2 separate regions of the Cricetulus griseus genome follow, and region 1 is linked to region 2. The links are chromatin contacts, called in public Hi-C maps. All regions are on one chromosome and are shown on one strand. The core of a region is the stretch at or near the end of the contact, and the rest is flanking DNA. Distances in the headings are between cores, read along the strand shown. Region 1 holds the start of Plcl1 (inactive phospholipase C-like protein 1). Region 2 holds the start of Mars2 (methionine--tRNA ligase, mitochondrial).

The links. A called contact is a pair of places that touch in the nucleus more often than the background predicts.
Region 1: a Hi-C map of fibroblasts shows a contact between it and region 2, with 4 times the contacts expected there. The contact joins the promoter of Plcl1 here to the promoter of Mars2 in region 2. A contact is called at or near these places in 3 of 8 Hi-C or Micro-C datasets (the CHK-Q cell line, fibroblasts and liver).

Annotation. Positions count from the first base shown.
Region 1 is chr2:409,802,502-409,809,884 of CriGri-PICRH-1.0, reverse strand. Plcl1 (inactive phospholipase C-like protein 1) reads right to left here and starts at 3,438. Exons shown (of 6, transcript XM_027396911.2): 1 at 2,725-3,438. The coding sequence starts at 2,967.
Region 2 is chr2:409,648,665-409,655,418 of CriGri-PICRH-1.0, reverse strand. It overlaps Mars2 (methionine--tRNA ligase, mitochondrial), which reads right to left and starts at 2,908. Exons shown (of 1, transcript XM_027396910.1): 1 at 101-2,908. The coding sequence starts at 2,849. The coding sequence ends at 1,089.

The DNA.
Region 1 (7,383 bases), core at 2,189-4,688, 150 kb before region 2:
AATGCATTATTCTGATATAATATTCATGCTAATAGAGAATTAGCATTATGATAATTAAAACCAATAATCTAAGTCAACCTGAAAAGAAGTCATAATTTCATGGAATTATTGGGGTGCAGTAAGAAGTAGGAGCTGAGGCCCTGTTGCAGGAAATAAATCACTTTCCTTAAAATGTTAGCCTTGTCCTCGGTCCCTCCTTCCCTCTGCCTCCTGGCCACCATAAAGTGAACAGCTATTGCGCACTATGCTCTCATGCTATGGTGTGCTGCCTTGTGAACATAGACAGTGATCATGGACTGAAATCTCTGAAACCATGAGCCAAAGTGAATCTTTCCTCCTTTGGTATTTCTAATTATCATAATGACAAAAACTAACACACATTTTGTATGCCTTTTTAGAAATTCTCACCATTGCTACATTAAAGTAGCCAAGACATGTGATCAAAGATTCAAGATCTAAATAAAAATATTCTTGACCTCTGAAAGATTGGAATAGAACCTACCTGCCTCTTGCTCCTAAGAAGAAAAGGAAGACCACTGGGGACAAATCCCAACAACTGCCACCTACCAGTTACCAGACCTGAACTTTAACCTTAGTCAATCCTCTAGGCATCAAAAATGTTAGATACAAATTTGAAGGTATGAAGCCAATATAATTCTAGCCAAAATTCATTGTACATATTTAGGGCCTCAACAGTTAACATAGCTATAGATACATATGCCTACAAGTGACTGGACTATTTTGGAAGGATGCATAAGAAAATATTAATAGCTATAGGGTTGGCTATGTAAGTGGAAGTGTAGAATAGCAAAAAGTCCTACCTTTCACACTCCTTTGAAATGTTTAATTGTTTTAAGTCTATGTTTATTTTTTCAAATAAATCTAATTTAAAATAGTTCCTCTAATTTTGCAATATCTTTAATTTTAAAGACCATTTATTGAGTGTGTAATTCACCATTAAATGGAGAAAATGTAATACTCTGCTATCTTCCTTTTTGTCACCAAAACAAACTTCAAAGCAAAAGAGGCACTATTACTCAGTGATAACCCTTATGAGAACATAAACTGCATGCCATTCATATAGTCTGGGGTCGGGCCTTGTTTATTTTGAGACCAGGTATGGCTGTGTACAGGAGGCTACATTTGAAAAGGAAGATCCTCCTGTGTCAACCTCCGGAGTGCCAAGTCCCAAGCTTGCATGACTACATCCCTAGGATTTCAAAACTGCAGAAGCACACCTGGCAGCACAGAGCAATTTCAGAGTGATAAACTTGCTGCAAGAATTTGCATAGTCCTTATACTTCGTGACATGTATTTTTCACATCATTATAAAGAACCACTGCTTTTATCGTCATGTATTTTAAACTACAGTGCCTACCTTATTACACACGGGTCCTCATGTAGGATCAATTGCTTATAATCCAAATGTACCTGTTTCCTAATTATGATACTATTGTTTCGAGACAACATGATTTCTGTATTATTAAGAGGGCTGTTTCCCTTTTGTCCAAATTTACATCCAGAGTATAATTCTCTTTGCACATTATGAAAAGGCCACAAAATAAACTACTACAGGTTACTTGAAATTACCATTCACTTTTAACACAGAAATCTCCCTGTAGCTTTGGAATTTCCATGGGTCCATGTTTGGGGGCGGGGAAGCATAGGGCTTGGAGTTAGGTGGATGTGAGCACAAACTGCGGTGCTGGTAGCTTGGGAAAGAAGACACTCATTGCACAGTGGCTGCTTGCTTTAACTCTAAGCAAGCTTTCTGAGTCTATGAGCCTACCCAGCAAGTCAGTGTCCTCTCACTGTCCTTGCTTCCAAGCCCTTCGTTCACTGTCGTCTGTGGTGTGTTGTGTGTATCCGCATATGGATATGTATTCTCACTGACTGGTCTACTTTAATCTCACATGTACGCAGTAATCACATGGATCTACACTAAGAGGCCCTCTTCCAGAGCCAGTGCCGGGGTCTTACCTGAAAAAATTTACTTCAAAGTCATGCGCCCAAAAGATGAACTTTCAAACAAGGGAAACAAGTCCAAAGTGGAAGGTGGAAATAAATCGGGGCGAAGAAAGGTTTTCAGTTCCTTGGCAGATGGATAAAGGCAAATCTTCTAGGGGTGCTAGGGGAGTCTGGGAACATTTTCCCGGATGTGTGTTTTCTGCAGCGCGAAAACTCTGAGCTCTTCCTTCAACCTTTCTGTGCTGCAGAGTCCGCTGCAAACTCTGCCTGCCTACCTGCAAAGTTCAAACCTTTCAGGATTTCAGCACCATTTGTGTCTGGGGGAGATTTCCCACACACACTTGAAAGTAAGCTGTGCTTTGCCTTTGCTGTTCAGGAAAAGCCAGCCCTCGGCCGGAGAATGCACAGCCACCCCGCAGGTCTCTGCATTTATCCCAAGTCCTCTCCCTTCCTCCTCCCATCCACCGGTTTGTGAAGCTCGCTGAAAAAAATGAGGGAAAGCATCCATAAAACCGCAGAAGCGCAGAGCGCAGAGGGGAACTTTTCCCCGGGCTGTCAGAGGGGAAGTCACTTCTGCTTCTCAAGGCCAAGAGCTGAGTCTGGGAACCTCCGGACTAGGCAGGAAGGTTTGGCAGTGAAAGAGGTGGGAGAAAACAATGCCCAGCCTGCTATGCCTGGGGCAATGAACATCCTGCCGGGGTCCCCTATCTCCCCAACACCCACACCCATGCTCTGGGCTGCTGCGGCTCCGCTTACCTTGATGATGCTGCTGCGTCTGGGGGTCGCTCGTGCAGCCTCCAGGAGGCCGGCCTCGCTGTCCCCGGGGGCTCCCGCAGCGCCTGGCAATGCGACCCCGCTGCGACGGTCCCTCATCCGGCCACCCGAGACCGCGGGTGCAGCGTCCCCGGAGGCAGCGTCGGCGGCGACTCGGGGGTCGTCTTCGCCTCCGGCAGCGTCGAGAGGCGCCGGACCCTCCCTGCCAGCCGCGCCCTCAGCCATGGCCAAGCACGTTTCGGGGACTCCCGGCGAGACAGCACGACCGACACCGGGTGTCCAGCCCCTGGCACGGGTGCGCTCGGGCACCGGGAGGAAGCCCCGCTGGACTTTGTCTCAGCGCCGGACGGCGGCTGCAGCAGCAGCCGCAACTTTGTAGAGAGGAGACATCGCGGAGGCAGAGGCGTCCTCGGGCTGTGGTCCAGGAGGTCAGCCGGCCGGCGGCGGGGGCGGGGAGAAGATGCGAGCGGGAGGGAGAAGCAGGAGAAAAGCAGCGGGAGGTACCGGAGGAGACGTGATGCAAACGCCCGCTCGGCGCAGACAAAAGGCGGCGGGCGCCCGGCCAGGAGCCTCCGGAGCTGGGACGCGCGCCGCCGCCGGAGCGGTGACTGCAGACGGGTCACCCGCCACCTGCCCGCCGACGCGCGCGGGCGGCCCCAGGAAGTGCGGCGGCGGCGGCGGCCTCCACTCCGCTCGCCTGTGACACGGAGGGAAGACTTGTTTTGACAGCCCGTAGGGATTGGCAGGCGCCTGGACCTCTCAGGAGCCGAGGCTCGCCGGGGGGGTTCGGCTCGACCAATCCTCACTGCGGAGGGGTGTGCCCCGAGCGCGAAGAATGGAATGTGTTCTGGAGCTCCTTGCCCGCCCGGCCCCGCTCGCCCGCTCGGTACTAGGCGAGGGTGCGCGCGCCAGTGAGCGCACCCTCAGGCACTCAAAGTACATTTTAGGAAGTTTAAAAATGCTAAAGCAGCCTGAAGGTGCACCGAAAATGAGGCTTGGGGCATGGGGGCAGGGAGAAGCCGGAGGAAACACTGCAAAACAGAAAATCTGGAAGAAAGAGGGTGTTAAGTGAGAATGTCAGAGTGTTTGGTGTGGTGGTGACACTTGGCACGGCCAGGAATTAAATACAGGCTCTCCTGCCAATCCTTAGAAGTCAAGTTCATGCGGAGATAAACTAGGGTTTACTAGAACCCTGGAGTTCCACAATTTGCTTCAGGTTCTGTGAGCGGATTCTACCTTCACTCTGCAATCTGACTAAATATGACAAGGAGTGGGAAGAAAGGGGTAAGAGGAAGCAGAACAGCTAAAACCCTGGGGACGTCACCTAAGGAAACACCAGTAGGATGGAAGCCACAAAACTACAAGGTCACTGGCATGCTTAGTCTCTACCCTAAAACGTTCCTATATCACAAGGGTTTAGCCTGATTTCTGCGTCTAATTCTAAATAAATCCGTTTTGCACCTTCCACCAAGATAGTGACCAACAGGAGAGATCTTTGTGTGGAGCAGGAATTCAATGGAATTAACCACACCACGAGCAAATGTGGACAATGGCTCTAAGGTCCCTAGAGAAGACAGCATTTTTATTTAAAAAAAAAAAAAATGGGAGCACTGAGGTCTGTATTAAACCTCACTTGGAGCATTAAATGTATTTCAATTACTAACTATTTCGTAATTCAAGGTTTTGTTTTTCCTGACTCTGCCAAGAGTACCAAGGAATTCTTCAGCCCTGCAGACCTGGAAATTTACTAGAACCCTAGCATTTTAAGGATGCACTGGGTTCGTGGGAGACATCTAGGACAGCTTTTTATTTAACAGAAGAAATGAGCTTTGTCTAAGACTGGTTAGTGCAGACACTGACATTAGTTCTGCTACCCAGCTCCTGGAAACATCTCTTCACTTTTTTATCTAGATCGCCTTAGGCTACAAACAGTCAGAACTGGATAGGGCTCTTGGGAAGATTCATATTTGACATTTACCATCTTCTGGGGGAGACTGGAAAGACCTGAATGTTCCTTTTCTTCAATGTGCTAGTGATGAACAGCAGCTCTGGTTTTAGAAGCAACACCGCCCTCTAGTGAGATGATGAGAACTACATCCAAAATAGCAAGTGCTAGTTCACAACTGTGATATATAGAAAATATTTTTATTTTGTCCTCAGAAATATAACCGATTTTAGGCTATTATTTTTCTGGTACTCAGTCATGTCTAACTTCTGTCTTTTACAGATTTCCACGTTTCAGTTTTCTCTGTTTCTTTAATCAAATTTCCATTTGTGAATTGTCCTTTGAAGATGGTGAAGCTGCAGTTATCTTACTGGTCACCTTCTGATACATTATTTACCAGCATTTCCTGGCCCACAGGTTTGTGTGTCTTTATACTCATTGTAAGGTATTAAAATTAGTATCATCTAACAGTAAAGGTCAGGACTTTCAAATAAAGAAAGGCCAGAAAGTAAAGCATATGGTTTGCAAAATGTTTTGTCTCAATTCCAAATGTCCGAGCTGGACTCTCGTATCTCCTCTTCACTAGCAGTCTTCCCTCATGCCTTCTGTGAACACAAGTGCACCGGAATTGATAAAGACTGAACCTCTCTTCATGAAGATTGTCTTACTCACTTGGCCTTAAGAAAATTAAAATATATGTAGAGAGGGTTTTTGTTTGTTTGTTGTTCTGTTGTCTTCTACAATTTTACATTTTAAAAAACCTGCTGCATGCCTGCCTACCTCACATAGAGTAGAAATCTGAGAAAGAAGAGATCAAGGTCAAAATTTCCCTCAAGGGCATTCTCCCAATGCAGTAAAAACTCCTAATAGGTCCCAACTCTTAAGTGTCTATCACCTCCCAAGAGAGCAAAGATGCAGGCTGAACCTTTAATACATGGGGTTTGGGAGACATTCAAGATCCAAACCATAGGTTAAATGAAGCAAGATGCAGGCTGAACCTTTAATACATGGGGTTTGGGAGACATTCAAGATCCAAACCATAGGTTAAATGAAGCTGATGTCACTACCAGAGGTCCTCGTGACTCATATGAATGGTGCTGGGTATGTAGGATTGGTTTTTCAGTCTCCAGGACTGCCATGACTAAACGGAACTTGCATATTATAAGAAATACAAGCAGTAGGAAGGTCACAGGCTTTGAAATCACCATCTAGGGCACAATGATTCCCTTGCTTTTGATCTGGTTGTAGTTTTCAGCAAATGACTTGAAACTTAATTTTTAATTATGTTTTATTCATTTAACTTGGACATGTGCATGTGGGGGGGGGCGTTATATGGTAACTTGCAGGAGTCGGTTCTCTCCACGTGGGTCCTAGGAATTAAAATAAAGTTGTTAGGGGTGGTGGTAGGTACTTTCTTCCACTGCAGGCCTCTACTTGAAACTTAAGTGTAGTTTCCTTAGCTGTAAAGTGGAGTTCACATTTGTTTGTTTTTTGCTTTTTTGTTTTTCAAGACAGGGTTTCTCTGTGTAACAACCATGGCTGCCTTGGAACTCACTCTGTAGACCAGGCTGGCCTCAGTTTCAGAGATCTGCCCGCCTCTGCCACCACCTGGAGAATTCAGAATTCATTATAGAGGATCATCTGACACATGGAAGGGGGTTATCAAAATGAGTCTTCCCGCTGTACCTTCTCGGAAATATAGGAAGTCTTTGTTTCCTCACTAGCTATTTCTTAGGTCCTGAGTTCTGAAGTGACTTCCCTAGATGAGCGGCATCAAGCTGACCTATCTGATCTTCAGCTTTTGCTATGGAATAATCTTTTTGTACATTGTGAATATGTCACTTTGATTGGTTTAATAAAAAGCTGAATGGCCAATAGCTATGAAGGTTTTTTAGGGCAGAGAGAACTCTGGGGAAAGGGGGGGAGTCCCAAGGAGATGAGTCTCCCAGCTGCTACCTGAGGGCTTGGGCCACCATAAGCTAAGTTGTGTGGTGGTTTAAGATTTTGCTCATGCAGACAGAAAAGGCTACAGATATGCAGTAAAGCATGTTCAGCCATTAAAAATAATAATAAAACCTCTTAACAGGTTACAGTGTGTTTAACAATGTAAGTAGGCTTAAGAAAAAAAAAGAATAAGGATATAGTCAGAAAAATAGTTTAAAATAATAAAAAAGCCTTTAAAGAGAGAAGTAAGGCAATAAAAAAAAGAATAAGCCACATTAAGATAGAAAATACTCAAGGAATCTGGATCCTATATGTCATTAGGTTGTCTTTAAACTATTTTGTTTTTTAAATTGCTGATAAGAAAATGACAGCTGCTGGGAGACATGGGATTGTGAAAGGTATTGCAAAATTAGACCAGCCTAGAAACTTTAAGAAGGCCTTAACTTTAAAATGGAATTCAAAAAGTGTATTACTTTGGGGAAGAGGTTATGCCTTTGTTTCCACAGAAAATGAAAGGCTGTGAATTCATAATTTAGATAGAGATCAGATTTAATCAGAGAAGACCCTCTGAAAAATCTGGCTACAGACATAAAGAGATAAACATTAAAAAATTACAAGATAAGTGACATATATTTTACCTGCTCAAACATAAAGCAAAAAATCCTCTCTGGCTAGCTCCATACTCTGTTAATGTAGATATGCATGTTACCTTTGAAAGTTTGTGTGTTTTCAGAGCAAGGGGATCAGAACCC
Region 2 (6,754 bases), core at 1,659-4,158:
CTGGAGTCGTCTTCTCCATTCTTTTATGGGGCCTTGAAGAGAGCTCTGCTCATTTTCTCCCTTCAATATTACCTTCAGTAAATGTAACCAAACATCTGAATAATCTGTTTACAATCAAACTTTAATAACAAAAGAAAAAGACAGGCATGGTGGTACACTTGCTTAAACTATATAGTGAAACTTTGTCTCAAAAAGAGAAGTAATGAACAAAAATTAACATAAATATACTAATAATTATTACATAATTTCTACATTGTATTATATATCCTGATTGACCAAAAATAACCATATGAGGTAAATTATGGATAAGTCAGGAAATAAATATAAAGAGAATACTGCCCTTTTGGGGGCTTTATAGATGAATTATACATACAATCATTACTGAAATTTAATATTTGTAATACATAGTGTACCTAAAGAGCTCTACAGTTTTATCATGGAAATAACCTGTTATCTTTACTTATTACTTACTGTACATGTCATTTTTAGTAGTTTTAAAATGAAAATTCCAGTATCTTTGTGTTGTTAAAATAGCAGTGGTTCCAAAGTTATCCTTTAAGAATAACAGTAAAATTCTAAAGATCTGTGAAATGATTCTCAGTCTTCTGAAACCACTCATAAGTAGTTGAATGTGTGAGAGCAGAGCCATCTACTGGATGAAGTGTAGTATTACAAAGCACAACTCAGCAATTTAAAAAATGAGAATGAACATGGGCAAAAGTCATGTAGTCTGAAGAGTAGGGCTGACCTGTGAAAACCAGCCAGGGACTGCAGTCTACCTTCAGCTGCAGGAGGGGCTGTGTCAATTAGCCTGAGTATTAGAAGCCATGAGAGGTAGTCTGGACCATGGTTTGGGAGAAGGTACAATGAGAAGGAACTTGGTCCCCTTCCTTAGGCATCCTCCTCAGACACTTGTCAACAGTGGTTAGTGACACAGAGTGGGTTAGGTACCTGGTACCTGAATGGCTCTTAAGGATGTGCGCAGGTTATGTACTCACCTAGTACAACACTTTCTAAACACTTTAACGTTCCTGAAAATGCAAAAAGAATACATTTGCCCTTTTACCATCAGCCAGTAAGAACTGTTTCTAGGTCCTGTGAGCTTTCACTAGCCAAGTCCTGGATTGGTCCAGTCTTGGAAACAAAAGCCCAGTGTCAGGTCCCAACTTTCTCCCTTCAAAGGGGCATGAGTGTCCATAGAATCGAGGTAGGAAGTGGAGCTCTCTAAGGCCTCTCTCTTCGGCAGAGACGCCCAGTCTTGACAGTAACTTATCGGCTAAGCTTGGAGTAACAGGCTGAAGCAAGGTTCCAAAAACTCGCAAACATTCAAAGGCCACATGAAGCACAGTACCCAGCCAGAGGGCGTCCTCAGGGCTTTCCCAGGTCAATTTCCATGGTGCATGCCTCTGGATGAAACCATTAGTTTGCCGAACACAGCTGGACACTGCCTCCAGAGCCTTATAAATCTGAAAGTCATCATAATAGTCGGCTACCTGCCTGGGCAAAGTGGCCATCGCACTTACAAGTGCATAGTCTTCGGCCTGCACACGAACCGATGGTCCCGTTAACCCTGGCTCACTGGGGAAACAGGCAGTGCAGAAAGATGGGTAGGTCCCAGAAGGATTTATCCTGTAGGCAGTGCACCGGTTTAAAAGACCTCCTAAGGCATCTGCCAGCTCAGAGTCCAGCAATTTAACCACCTTTTCATCATAGTAGTCGCAGTCCCAGTTGGGAACTCCCTGCCGAAGGAGAAAGTAGCGGAAGCCATCTACAGTATAGCGATCAAGGCAAGTCCTGGGATCCACCACATTGCCCAAGCTCTTGGACATCTTTTGGCCACTAACCGTCCAGTGTGAGTGGACATAGATACGATGTGGTGGCCTCAGTCCGGCCCCTAAGAGAAGGGCAGGCCAATAAATGGCATGAAATTTGAGAATGTCCTTACCTATGATATGAGATGTGGCTGGCCACCAAGACTTGAAATCTGCATCTGGGTAGCCAACTACGGTGAGGTAGTTGACCAGAGCATCCAGCCACACGTAGATAGTCTGCGAATCATCCCCGGGAACCGGAATGCCCCAGTGCAAGTGGCTACTCCTTCGAGAAACGGACAGATCTGGCAGCTCCTCCTCCAGCCATTGAAGAACTGTCTGGTGGAACGGCTCCGGAGTGATCGCCTGAGGATTGTTTCGAAGCCACCGCTGGAGTGGTTCTCGAAACTGGGAAAGCCTGAAAATGTAATTTTCTTCCTTGGTCCAGGAGACAGGATGTCCGCTCTCGAGAGACACAGGACACGGATCCCCTGTCGGACCCACCTGCCGAGTGACCTTTGCCTCAGGCAGGAAGCACTCGTCGGAGGCGCAATACCACCCTTCATAAAGCCCCTTGTACAGCATACCCCGTGCCTCCAGCACCTCCCAGAAGTGCTGCACGGCCAGCCGGTGCCGGGCCTCCGTGGTGCGGATAAAGTCGGTGGAGGAGATGCCAGCCTCCCGGAAAAGCTGCTGGAACTGGGCAGACACTCGGTCGCACAGCTCGATTGGGGACAGACCCGCGGTGGCTGCCGCCTGCTGGATCTTCAGGCCGTGCTCGTCCGTGCCGGTGGCGAACCGCGTGGACGCAGAACCGGGAACGCAGAGACGACGGTGGCGGCACAGAGCGTCGGCCAGCAGCGCCGAGTACAGGTGCCCGATGTGCGGCGCGGCGTTCACGTAGAAAATGGGCGTGGTGAAGTAGGCCCGCGCTTCTCCAGTGTCGCCACCGGCGCTTGGCGAACATGAACCGTAGCGGCGACAGCCGGGGGCCGCCCGGGTGCGCGACAGCACCCGTAGAGCACACTGCCGCAGCATGGTGCCAGCCGGCTCCAGCCCTAGTGACCGCGTCCCGAGCACGTGAGAGGGCGCGTGCGCAGCTGGATGGCACCGCAGCTTCCGGCGCGGAAGCCAATGAACGCCGAGCGCTGGCTTCTACTGCCCCGCCCATAGCGCCTCCCTCTTCAGGCTTCCTGAACGGCGCGCAAGAGCCGCTGGTCGGCGGGAGATTTTGAGTGGTAGGATGTTGGGTTTCCTGTCACGGCCGATGACAAAAGAAGCGTGTCCTGAATGTTATGCTTTGAGCGACAGTTTAACACGTTGCTATCTGTTTCCGGTTCTGGACTGAATTTGTTGGTAAGATTCTATATTTTGAGGCGTTTTAGCATAATGCAGGACACAAATCCAGCCTCCCCATATACTCTAGTCAACATCTGAAAAACCCACTTAAATTTTATCTCAGGATCTAAGTAAATATGAAAAGAAGGAAATTTCCTAGAGCACTTTAGGGACGCATAAGCACTGGAAAAAAGGTTTGTGTAGGTAACCAACTTAGGGCATGCTTCATGAACTGAAACCCATACCTGACACTAGTCAGATGGCCAAGAACATGAGACTAAACAGGCCATGGATCTAAGGGAAAACCAAATACTATTGTTCTGCTGGAAAAAACAATAATAAAATGACTCCTAACAACATTCTGCTATACACATAAATCAGTGTCTCACTCAGCCATCATCAGAGAAGCTTCCTCCTGCAGTAGATGGGAACTAATACAGAGACTCAAAACTGTAAAATGTGCGTGAGACGGTGGAACACTTGGTCCAAAATAGGATGTCTTCATCAAACCCCTGCCATCTGGGCTCAGGGAACTATGAAGAGAAAGCAGAAAGATTGTAAAAGCCAATGAGGATGGGCAACACCAAGAAAACAGTACCTTCCAGACATGATAGGACGGAGTGATGCACAGAGACTGTGGCAGCATGCACTGGTAGGGTCCCAGTGCTGAGAGGAGACAGGGACCCAAGCTCACATCCTTAACCCAAAAGCCATCTCCATTTGAGTTTTACTTGGTACAAGAATCACACTTAATGAAGAGCCCATGCTCAGCAAAAGATGACCAACACAAAACAAGTTTAATAGTTCTCTTGGAGATGTTGTTTCATAATGATTTGTTTGTGCTTCCCCCCCCAGGCAGGGTTTCTCTGTAGCTTTGGGGGTTTCTCTATAGCTTTGGGGGCTGTCCTGGAACTCATTCTATTGACCAGGCTGGCCTGGAACTCACAGAGATGAGCCTGCCTCTACATCCCGAGTGATGGGATTAAAGGCATGAACCATCACTGCCCGGCTGTTTGTGCCTTTTTTATCTGACTTGTCTTTTGCTTCTCTATTATAGTTTCTGATTTTGTGTTTTTATTGAAAGGGGTTTATATGTGTTTCTACTGCTTTGTTTGTTTTCTTTTTCTGTTTGTTTTATCATGGTTGATTTGTTTGTTTATTGGCATGTTTGTTTTTTAAAGAGAAAGAAGGGAGTTGGATGGGTGGGAGGAGGGGAGGATCTGGGAGGATAAGAGGGAAGGAAAACTATGATCAGAATTATAGTATGAAAAGTTTATTTCCGGTTTTAAAAAGAAGGAAAAATTGAAAAGTGGGGGTCTGTACAAGACAAATCCGACTGACAAATCGGATTCTCCATCAATTCTTTCTATCTTTCCCATCGGCATGAATGCAGTGGTTCAGCATGCAAGCATGCTATCTGTCCTGGTTGGTTTCCTATTACTGCAATAAACATCATGACAAAAACAACTCAGGGAGGAAAGGATTTGTTACAACTTACTCTTTATAGTTTGTCATGAAGGGAACGCGAGACAGGAACCGAAGCAGAAACCAGGAGGAACATGGCTTACTGGCTTGACATTACAGCTTGCCGGTTTGCTTTCTTATACAACTCAGGATTACCTTGCTAGTGTGACATTTTCCACAGTGACCTGGCCCCTCCTACAACAATCACTAATTAAGAAAATGTCCCACAGACTTGCCTACAGACAATCTCATGGAGTATTTTCTGAATTGTCATTACCTCTTCCTAGATGACTCTAGCTTATATCAAGTTGACAAAAAAAAAAAAAAAAAAAACAAACCTAAGCAGCACTCTTTTTCTCTCATCTTATAAATAAAATGTTTGGACTCCTCTGGCTCTGCTTCTTTCCTTCCCTGTGTGACAGAAACCCCCTGGAGTAAATGGCTGTTCATATACACAAGTGGCTCAAGTTTAGAGCTATTAAGAACAGTATTGTTATTCACATTCTCAGATGTCTCTTTTGGTACCTGTGAGTATTCAGGCATCTGTACTGGCCTGTCTTTGGAGTTCTGACAGAATATGCACTCAGCTACAGCCACTAAGAGCACCACCTGTGCATACTCACCTCATTCCCTTCTCAAAGGTCCCTGCCCACCTCCCATCCCCATCCTCTCTCTCTCTCTCTCTCTCTCTCTCTCTCTCTCTCTCTCTCTCTCTCTCTCTCGCTCTCTCTCTCCCTCCTTTCCAATCTGCCTCTCTCTCCAGGGGCCGGTCTCCCCCCTCCCATTTCCCTTTTTTATGATCCCTTTCCCTAATAAAAAAAAAGAATCCCTCTGCTTGAACCCTGTCAAATGGTGTCTTTCCCTCCCACGTGCTGCTTTTCTTTTTTTTGTTGTTGTTTTGTTTTGTTTTGTTTTTGTTTTTTGGTTTTTTTTTTTTTTGTTTTTCGAGACAGGGTTTCTCTGTGGCTTTGGAGGCTGTCCTGGAACTAGCTCTTGTAGATCAGGCTGGCCTCAAACTCACAGAGATCCACCTGCCTCTGCCTCCTGAGTGCTTGGATTAAAGGCGTGTGCCACCACTGCCCAGCCAAATTTACACTTTTATGAGTAACATTTCCTTTGAAAAAATTCAGTACTTGGTAGTATCTGTTTTCATTTTGGCCAGTCAAATGAGTCCAAAGTTAAATAAATCAGTAATGTTCACAATATCCAGAAAGTGAAACCACTCAAATATTCATCATCCGATGAATAATTAAATACTGTATATCCATATAGTGCTTTTTGTAGGATGACCATTTCACAAGATTAACTCATCCAACCCAGTTCCTTTCCATCTTGACTTCCTCATTTTATTTCATCTGTGCTTTCATTGTAGTGGTCTTTTATATCCTTTATTAGATTTAATTCAAGGTAAAAATTTTGAGGCTATTGTGAGTCTAAGTGTTTGCCTGATTGCTTTCTCAATGTTTGTCATTGACATAGAGGAAGGCTACTGATTTTTGTGTGTAGATTTTTGTACCCTGCCACTTTGCTCAAAGTGTTTATCAGTTCTAAGGGTTTTCTGTTGGAGTCCTTAGGGTCTCTTATGGGTTGAGTCATATCATCTGTAAGTAGAGATATTTTGGCTTCTTCCTTTCATATTTATATCCTTTTTTTCTCTTGTCTTATCACTCTAGCTAAGCCTTACAGTAATATATCATTTCCCCTCCTTCTCCTCTCTTCAACCCATGTCTCTCCCACTCCATCTCAAGCGTATGGCTTGTTTTTCCTTATTACTGTTAACACATGTGTGCTTATGGGTTGCATACATATGTGCATATACATATACAAATATTACACACACACACACACACACACACACACACACACACACGTTATACACATTGAGTGTTGCTGCCATCTATGTTTTTAGGGTTGGCCACTAGGTGCTAGATAACCATTTAGGGGGTTCATCCCTGGGGAAGACTAATTATCCCTGTTTTGGCAGTCATCAATTGCCTGTAGCTCCTCATCTAGAGGTGGGACCCCATGAGATTTTCCCCAACAACACTGGCATCCAAAATAGTGTTGTCATTGTTCAGGTCTGTTTAAGAATGCATATTGTTGAGATTTCATGGACTCAGTTTCCCTATCATATCTATAAG